Regions from separate parts of the Sus scrofa genome. Here region 2 is linked to region 1. Evidence: chromatin contacts called from public Hi-C data. All regions are on one chromosome and are shown on one strand. The core of a region is the stretch at or near the end of the contact, and the rest is flanking DNA. Distances in the headings are between cores, read along the strand shown.

The links. A called contact is a pair of places that touch in the nucleus more often than the background predicts.
Region 2: a contact with region 1 is called in a Hi-C map of undifferentiated spermatogonia, with 8 times the contacts expected there. The contact joins the promoter of NKAIN1 here to the promoter of TRNAU1AP in region 1. A contact is called at or near these places in 9 of 47 Hi-C or Micro-C datasets (embryonic fibroblasts, epiblast stem cells, fetal liver and 6 more).

The regions. Positions count from the first base shown.
Region 1 is chr6:85,565,263-85,569,518 of Sscrofa11.1, forward strand. TRNAU1AP (tRNA selenocysteine 1-associated protein 1) reads left to right here and starts at 2,168. Exons shown (of 8, transcript XM_005665150.3): 1 at 2,168-2,297; 2 at 2,923-3,020. The coding sequence starts at 2,271. RCC1 (regulator of chromosome condensation) reads left to right here. Exons shown (of 11, transcript XM_005665141.3): 11 at 1-599.
Region 2 is chr6:87,823,569-87,827,824 of Sscrofa11.1, forward strand. It overlaps NKAIN1 (sodium/potassium-transporting ATPase subunit beta-1-interacting protein 1), which reads right to left and starts at 2,248. Exons shown (of 8, transcript XM_003127748.5): 1 at 1,789-2,248. The coding sequence starts at 1,842.

The DNA of each region.
Region 1 (4,256 bases), core at 918-3,417:
CTTGAGGCTAAGAAGCTAGCAAGTGCACAGACTAGGCTGGATTTTTTTTTTTTTTTTTTTTTTTTTTTTTTTTTGGCTGTACCCATGGGATGTGGAAGTTCCTGGGCCAGGGATTGAACACGCATCTCATGCACCTCAGCAACCTGAGCCACAGTAGTGACAGTGCTGGGTCCTGAACCTGCTGAGCCACAGGGGAACTCCCTAGGCTGGTGATTAAATCAGCCTCCACCTGAGCCCAAAACCTCAGTTCCTTTTCCCTGTATTGGATGTAAGAGTTATAAAGCTCTCTGTAGGTGTTTACATATGTTAGAACAGTGTTGGGCACAGAGTAAATGTTCCAGAAGTCTTTGCTATTATGACCATTGCACATTTTAAAATTCCCTGTGGTTAATAATCGCCTTGTTTTTCACATGCTTAGTTTTTTGGTATAAGTATCATTAATTTAATGTCAGTGTCTATGAGAAGTAAATCTCCTTTTTTTGTGTTCAAACACATCAAATACGCTCAATTTTATCTTTTCCCCCATTCTCCTCCAACCTGAATTGGTTACCTGAAAACAAATGTAATCACCCCATATGGTTCAGCTATAAATAATGTTTACAAAGTCATAATAATGTAAGTGTTTGATATTTTGAAAAATTATAATTACAAGATGGTGAAGTGTATGTATGAGGTGCAGTCCTTAAAAAGATCTGAAACCACAAATGAAGAGAAAGTATGTTATTTAGAAATACTTGGATTTTAGGGAAAAGATTTGGAAGTGGTTGCCTTCAGGGGCAGGGATAGATGGGATAGGAGAGAACTGTTTAGTATTTATGACAAATTCAAAAATGTTTTCAGTGCCTCCCATATGCCAGACATTGTTGTGGGAATTTGATTAGAAACAACAAGGAATCCTGTCTGATGAAGCTTACATTTTAAATTAAAAATAAACACTTACAAGTCTTGCACAAGTAAAATAAATTTTAAAAATAGTAATCAAAGAGCACCCCACAAGGGCTGGCAAATTTTAGTACTCAAGAGTTATCAGTCATAATTCCAAGTCCTCCAGCTGCTGTGTTGGAGAGCTTACTGGATGCCAGGCATTAGGCCAAGTGCTTTCTCAACTTCTCAATTTCTCCATACGACAAACATGGTATGAGGTAAGCATTGCTGTTACCCACATCGCTAATAACAACAACACAATTGGAAGGGGCTGGGATTTGGGCTCCATTTGTTCAAATGTGTAGTTGAAGCACCCAACCGCTACACTACTACGGCCATGAATAGGATAAAGCTGGAAATGTGGCAACTTGGTTGAATCTCAAGACTTCAGAGTGCTTGACTTTGGGCCCCAACAACATAAGTTTGGAATATATGAACTGGCAAGGAAGGACATAAGTGGCCATCAACCCAGAAGGAGCCTGGGAAATGGATTCTCCATCAAGCGATGAGCTTCAGTGTTGGAGATGACAATCATCATCTACAGAATCTTCACATTCTGAGGAAAGGGCATCAAACTGAGGCTGAGGTCTGGGACCTTCCCAGACGAAGAGTCAAACTGTCAGGATTATCTAGCCATCGAAATCGAGTCTGCTGAAGGCCTTCTATGGCAAGTCTCTTCCTGGGAGAGGTTAGAACTTCTGGTGGTTTGGATTATTGTAGGGAACGTGAGACGCAAGAGAGTGACAAGATGGGGATTGATTTGTTTGTTGGTTGGTTAGCCCTCCCCTCCTCTCCCCTCCCACAGCCTAGTTCTATGCATGGGAATGATGGAAGGATGCCAGTCCAGCGTCAACAGAAATCCTGTCCTTTCCGTTTCGTAACCTGAGAAAAGCAGGTTGAAGGGGTGGCGGAGGCAGACCAGTGATTTGCCAGAGGTCATACATAGTTAGTGGAACTGGATCGTCCAGGCTTCCAAAAGGGATCTTTCACTTTAGGAAATATGCTTCTATTTTAAGTTTTTGCCATGAACATACACTACTTTTATAATTCTATACGTACGCGTGTGTTTAAAGCCGGAAAGAGTCCGGAGAAAGCCAGTCATTCACGCCCCCCACGGTCCCGCGCAAGGCGGTGTCTGCCCCGCCCCATCCCGCAGGCTCCGGTTCGAGACACGCCCACAGGGATCCGGAAAAACCCGGACCCGCCAGTCTGCGTTGCCTTGGGCGCCGAATTGCCGAGCGTGCGCAGAAGGCGATGGGGGCGCATGCGCCGTGGAGGCCGCAACCCCGCGGAGCGGCGTACGCGCCAGCCTCTGAGGCTCGCGTAGGCCTGGCGGGGCCTCGGGCATGGCGGCCAGCCTGTGGATGGGCGACGTGAGTTGGGGCGGCCGCCCGGTTCAGCGGAGGAGAAATATAGTGTCACGAGGGCAAAAGGGTCTGAAGAGAAGGGGTCCTCGGCTCTCAAGAGGGTGGCAGTGAATGGGGAGGGGAGTTCTCAGTGGTGCCAAAGCAAGTCCCAGCGTGTAGGTGAAGGGGCCGGGTCTGAGGGGGAGGGGTCCTCGGATCCCAAAAGGGTGGAAGAGAATGAGGAGAGTTGTTTTAGTGATGCCGAAGCAGGCCCTAGCATCTAGGTGCGGGGGCTGATTCGGAGGGGGAGGGGTCGTGGGGCCCAGCCCAGCCTGGATTCTGGGGAGGGAAAAAGGGAGGGTCTTTGCGTGGATAGAATGGGAAGAATCCCAAGGATTGAAGTGCGCCTTGGTTCGAGGACTGCAGGAATGGGGTTCCTAAATCCAAGGGGGAGGCTTCCTAAAAGGAGCAGCCTTGAAGGGAAGGAAGGCAAGAGGCTGGGAACGCCGGAGTGGATGGAAACCTCTTCACCCTCACCCTACTCCTGCCCGCAGCGTGCACCCAACCCTGGACTGAGCAGGGAGGGGCTCCGGATCCGGGAATGAGGAGCCTGGGTACTGACCTGAACTGCTCTGCTCTTATATTTGCGCAGCTGGAGCCCTACATGGATGAGAACTTCATCTCCAGAGCCTTTGCCACCATGGGAGAGACTGTGATGAGCGTCAAAATTATCCGAAATCGCCTCACTGGGTATGTTCTCTCCTCCCCTCTTGTCTTCTCAGTTCTCCCTTAGTAGATCAACTGCAGGTGTCATTCAGAAGGTAAACATCCTTCGGAGAGTCAGAGGCTTCTCACCCCTAATAATAATTATTACAGGAGTTCCCATCGTGGCGCAGTGGTTAACGAATCCGACTAGGAACCATGAGGTTGCGGGTTCGGTCCCTGCCCTTGCTCAGTGGGTTAACGATCCGGCGTTGCCGTGAGCTGTGGTGTAGGTCGCAGACGAGGCTCGGATCCCGCGTTGCTGTGGCTCTGGCGTAGGCCGGTGGCTACAGCTCCGATTAAACCCCTAGCCTGGGAACCTCCATATGCCGCGGGAGCAGCCCAAGAAATAGCAACAACAACAACAACAAAAGACAAAAAAAAAAAAAATAATAATAATTATTACAATGATATAAATTCTAACATTTCAGGGCTTATTGAGAGGAAGTATAATGTGTTGCTGACTCTGGAGCCAGAGTGGGTTTGAACGCTCTGTGTGCTGTGTGACCTTGAGCAAGTTACTCAGCCTCTCCCTGTCCTTCACCATAAAAATGGAGATAATAATAGCACCTACCTCATAGAGTTCTGATGAGGACTAAGTGCCATTAATTCCCATTCAGCATTTAGAACAGTGTTTGGCATATGGTATATGCTTGGTAAATATAAACAGATCATGATCTGCTGGGTAATAAGCATTTCAAAATCACAAAAACCCCTGAGCTAGGTACTATTATTAGAGAAGCATAGTAACTGTCTTAAAGTTACGCAGCTGTTAAATGAGAAGCCAAGACTCTAATTCAGGTCTGTTTTCAAAGCTCATGTGTGCCCATAACTCTTGTGTAAGACACTGCTACATGCCAGGGTTCTAGATTCCCAAAATATATGACTGAAACAAGCCAGATGCAGTCATTTCTCTCCTACATTCTACATTCTAACAGGGGAATGAGACTGTAAATATGTAAACAAGACAAAATGCAGAATAGATTTCCATATAATAGTGCTCTTATTTATTGCCTCCAGTTTCTTCTTTCTCTTTGAGGGTCGTAGGTTTCCTTAGGGTTCTAGTTAGAAATAACAGGATTCCTTATCAATCTGACAGTGTTTATCAAGTGTCTACTCTGTGCCAAGTACTAAAGCAGCGTGCTAAAAACATCAAGTAATTGAAAAATACAGATGAGAGATTTGAAATGTGGCCAACTCTAAAGTACTTTGTTTTGTTTTGTT
Region 2 (4,256 bases), core at 998-3,497, 2.3 Mb after region 1:
GCTAGTCAGATTTGCTTCCGCTGCGCCACGATGGGAACTCCCGATTGATCATTTTATAATATGCGTATGTTACTTTTCTAATTAAAAAAAAAGTCCTACTTTAATATTTTTAAATGAACAGGAAAAAAGATCGTCTGAAAAGTTTCAGCACTTTTTGGCATTTTATGTTCCTCAAAGGAGGTAAAGACGGGTGTGTCTACTGGGAGCCAAGAGTTGCCAAATAACTGATTCACTCATTTATTTCACAAATATTAATGGAGTGCCAGGCACTATTCCAGCTGCTGTGGATTTAGTGGGAACAAAACAGATAATCTCTGCCCTTCAGGGGTTTCCATTCCACCTGATCTTTATTAATCCCCTCTGCAACCCTCAAGGATGAGGCATTTATAAAGAGGCCGACCAAGATGGCCCAGCGGGGGGAAGTCACTTGCCCCGCATCCCTCAGCTAGAAGCAGCGCTGCAGTCTTCAGGGCCCCGACTGTTTCGACCACTGACCAAAAGGGCAGGTCTGTGGATGGCAAGATTGGGGCTGGGGTCCCCTAGAGGAGAGAAAAAAGATGAAGAGGTCTGTGTATCCACACTTAAAGCTGCATTCTACATTACTGTACACACCTGTGGTGGAGGAAGGGCAATGGATGCAGGCACAAGTGAAGACCCAGATGGTGGAGTCAGGCATCAGTGAGGCTCCAGCTCTCCCAGCTCCCACTGAGTTCCGCCTGTGGAGGTCTGCCTCCAGACCCCCTAGTTGATGGGCTTCAGCTCTAGGGCAGGCAGGAGATCCTGGCCTCTCCTTAACCACCTTCCCAAATTCACCTGCCCAAGCCAGAACTGAAGGGCAGAGCTGGTCTCTCTCAGCCCCCAAATTCACTCCACTGGCCTCCCTGAGACAAGACCATGAGTTTGCAGAGATGGGTTTAGGTAAAGTGTCCACACATGCTCCCATCCTCCCCAGGACACTCAAGTATCCTCAACCCCCAGGAGTGGCAGCCCAGGCAGAGGAGCTGGTCTTGCCTGTCCCCCTGCTTTCATCACCACCCCTGTCCTGATGGAACTGATGACCGAAGGAAAGCCAGTGACCACAGCCAAAGCCAGGAGTGAGGTCCCACACCTGGTGGATCAGACTGGCCCAGGACCTGGTAGCTCCTTGCGACCCTCTCCAGGGAGGTGGCTCTCCATTCCTAGACCTGCCCAGTCAGGAGGGTGGAGGGAGGCAGGAACAGCACAAAGGAGTGAACGGTTCTTGGAGTCTAAGATCGCAACACGCACAGATGAACATGGACTAGAAATGGTTGGAGATCAAGGAGAAACCCGGGGAGAGACACACAGGAGCAGAGACTTTGTGAGAAACACTCACAGGGGCGGAGACCAGAGGCAGAGACCCGCGCAGGGTCTAGAGGAAAACACACGGCGGGGACCTCAACGGATCCACACACCAGTCTCGGACACACCCCCAACCCCAGTGAGGCACAGTCCCAAGGCGCATCTCCCCAACAGGAGGCCACTGGTACAGAGCGGGCCAGACGCGTGGAGCCCCAGGCGCGGGGCGGGCCAGGGACTCGCGCACAGGACGCACTCGGGGACTGGGGAGCGCCGGGCGAGAAGCGCACACAAAGAGACAGCCCGGCCAGCAGGAGCAGGCTCCGCCCGTCCGCTCCGTGACTCCAGGCCACCCCCCCAACCCGGGCGCTCCCCGACACCCCTACACAGACACAACACCCCACTCGCACGCCCCGGGACCCCGCCCCGCCGCGCCCCACCCGGCCCCGCACCGGGGCGCGCGGTGCTCACCAGCTGCAGGCAGCAGAAGGCGACCAGCGTGCAGCGCCCGCTGCACTTGCCCATGGCCCTGGGGGCCGCGCGCGCGGTCCGCCGCGGCGCCCCTCTAGCTCAGCGGCCGCCGCCTTCTCCGCGCCGCGCGGACTCTGCGTCCTCCCCGCTGGGCGCCCCGGGCGGCGGGGCCGGACGCCTAGGGCCGGGCCCGGGAGCGCCGGGTCCTCAGGGCTGGAGCCGGCCGCTCGCGCTCGGAGTCCATGGTCCGTCCGCCCGCGCGCCGGTTCTACCGCGCCGCACCTCCTTTGTCTGGCCGGCCGGCCGCCAAGCGCGCCTCCTGCCCGGAGGCGGCTGGCGGGGATCGCGGAGCGGGGAGCGCAGGCACCGAGCGCGGCGCAGCGCAGAGCCTCACTGCCCAGCTGGGGCAGCCGCCCGAGCGCTCGGCGGCCGCGGCTTCCCGGCCCCACCACGTGGCTCCGCCGCTGCCGCCGCCGCCGAGAGGGAGGGAGGGGAGCAGGGGGAGAGGGGAGGGGGGAGGGGGGGAGGGGAGGAGAGGGGTGGGCGGGGCGGCCGAGGGAGCGGAGGGGAGGAGAGAAGGAGTAAGAAAGCAGAGAGCCACTGGTGAGAGGCAAGGAGTGAAGTGGGAAGAGTGCGCCCTTGGGGGCCGATAGCCCCGGGTCAAATCCAGACTTCACTGCTCACTCGCTCTGCGACCTTGGGCAAATCACAACACCTCTCTAGGCCTCAGTTTTCTTAACAAAGTAGGAATAATAATGACTGCTTCAAAGCAGCCACGAAGATGAAACGTAGGGAGTTCCCTTCTGGCTCAGCAAGTTAAGGATGCAGCATTGTCACTGCTATGACTCGGGTTGCTACCGTGGCAGGTTGGACCCCTGGCCTAGGAACTTCCATATGCCGTGGCTAAAAAGAAAAAAAAAAAAAAAAAAAAGAGTAAATGCAATTATGTGACTAAAGCACTTAGCTCTGTGTCTGGCCTCCTCGGGGTGCCGGAGCAGTCCTGTGTCCACCTTGTCTATAGGCCCCTGTGAGTCCAATCTTGACTCTAATTCCACTCCAGTTCCCACATCTCCATCCCAGCCTCCCTCCCGAGTGCCTGTCCACATTTTCTTCCTTCCTCTTTCCTTCTACTGGAATTTATTGTGCTGCATACACACCACTGGAGGCCCTGTGATCCAGCGATGAGGCCTGCAGCACTGCTCCAAAACCCCCTGAGCTTCCCAGTCTGGGGAATGGCAAGTTCCCAGGGGCGTGGGTACAAGGTGCCTGATGACAGAAGTCTGCCAAGGGGGACTGTGGTCAGCCTCTAACCCAGGCTGTAGTGGGGAGTCAGAATGGGCTTGCCAGTGGATGACTGCCTTCTCCAAAACACCCCCCCCCGAAAAGCACTCAAACCCTCAAACACACCCCCAATCCATTTAACCATCCCAGCCCCACTCCTAACTTCTTATAGTCATCACTCAGGTGGGAATCCCTGCATCATCTTCCAGGCTTCTTGTTCCATCTGACCTGTCATTACATTCTGTGAACTCACCTTCCAGCTAATATCTATGAAATACCTACCATGTACCAGGTTCTCTACTAGGCATAAGGAAATGAACCAGTCTCTGCACACTCATTGAGAGAATAGTCTAGTGATGGATTATCATTAACTCCAGAAAACATACAAATACATAATTCTGATGAGTACTTTAAAGGACAATAAAGAATAAAAGAATAAGGGTGCCATAATTCAGATTTAGAGATCAGAAAAGGCCTCCATGAGAACAAGGCATTGACACTGGGAAGAGAGTTGGAGGGAAGGAGAAGCAGAGGAGTGGAGAATAGTGTTCTGGCGGAAGAAGCGTTATTTCTTTTCTTCCTGTTGTTTTTTTATTTGTTTGTTTGTTTTGTCTTTTTAGGGCCTTACCTTGGCATATGGAAGTTCCCAGGCTAGGGGTCAAATCAAGAGCTGCAGCTGCCAGCCTATACCACAGCCACAGCAACTTGGGATCTGAGCCATGTCTGCAACTTACAACACAGCTCATGACAATGCCAGATGGGATCTCCAACCCACTGAGGTAGGCCAGGGATGGAACCCCCATGCTAATGGATACTAGTTGGGTCCCATTACTGCTGAGCCATGACGGGAACTCCGAAACATTTCTTATTCTTTCTTTTCCTCTCAGCTCTTACCAGCCCCCGGTCTCAGAAAGCATTGTGACAGATTGAGACCCATGGTTCTGGACCCAAGAAGCCTGGGTTCCAGTTGCAGCATTGCCACTTGTATGCTGCTTACATAATGAGCACTCAAATACATGATTATCTTCTCCTAGGACTGGCTACATAATTTGTGGGATCCAGTGCAGAATGAAAATGCAAGGCTCCTTGAGGCTCATTAGAAATGAAGACAGCAGAGCATTAAGCCAAGGACAGGGAGGGCCCAGTATTACTGCAGAGAACGCACACCCCTGAAGACAGCTGTGTCT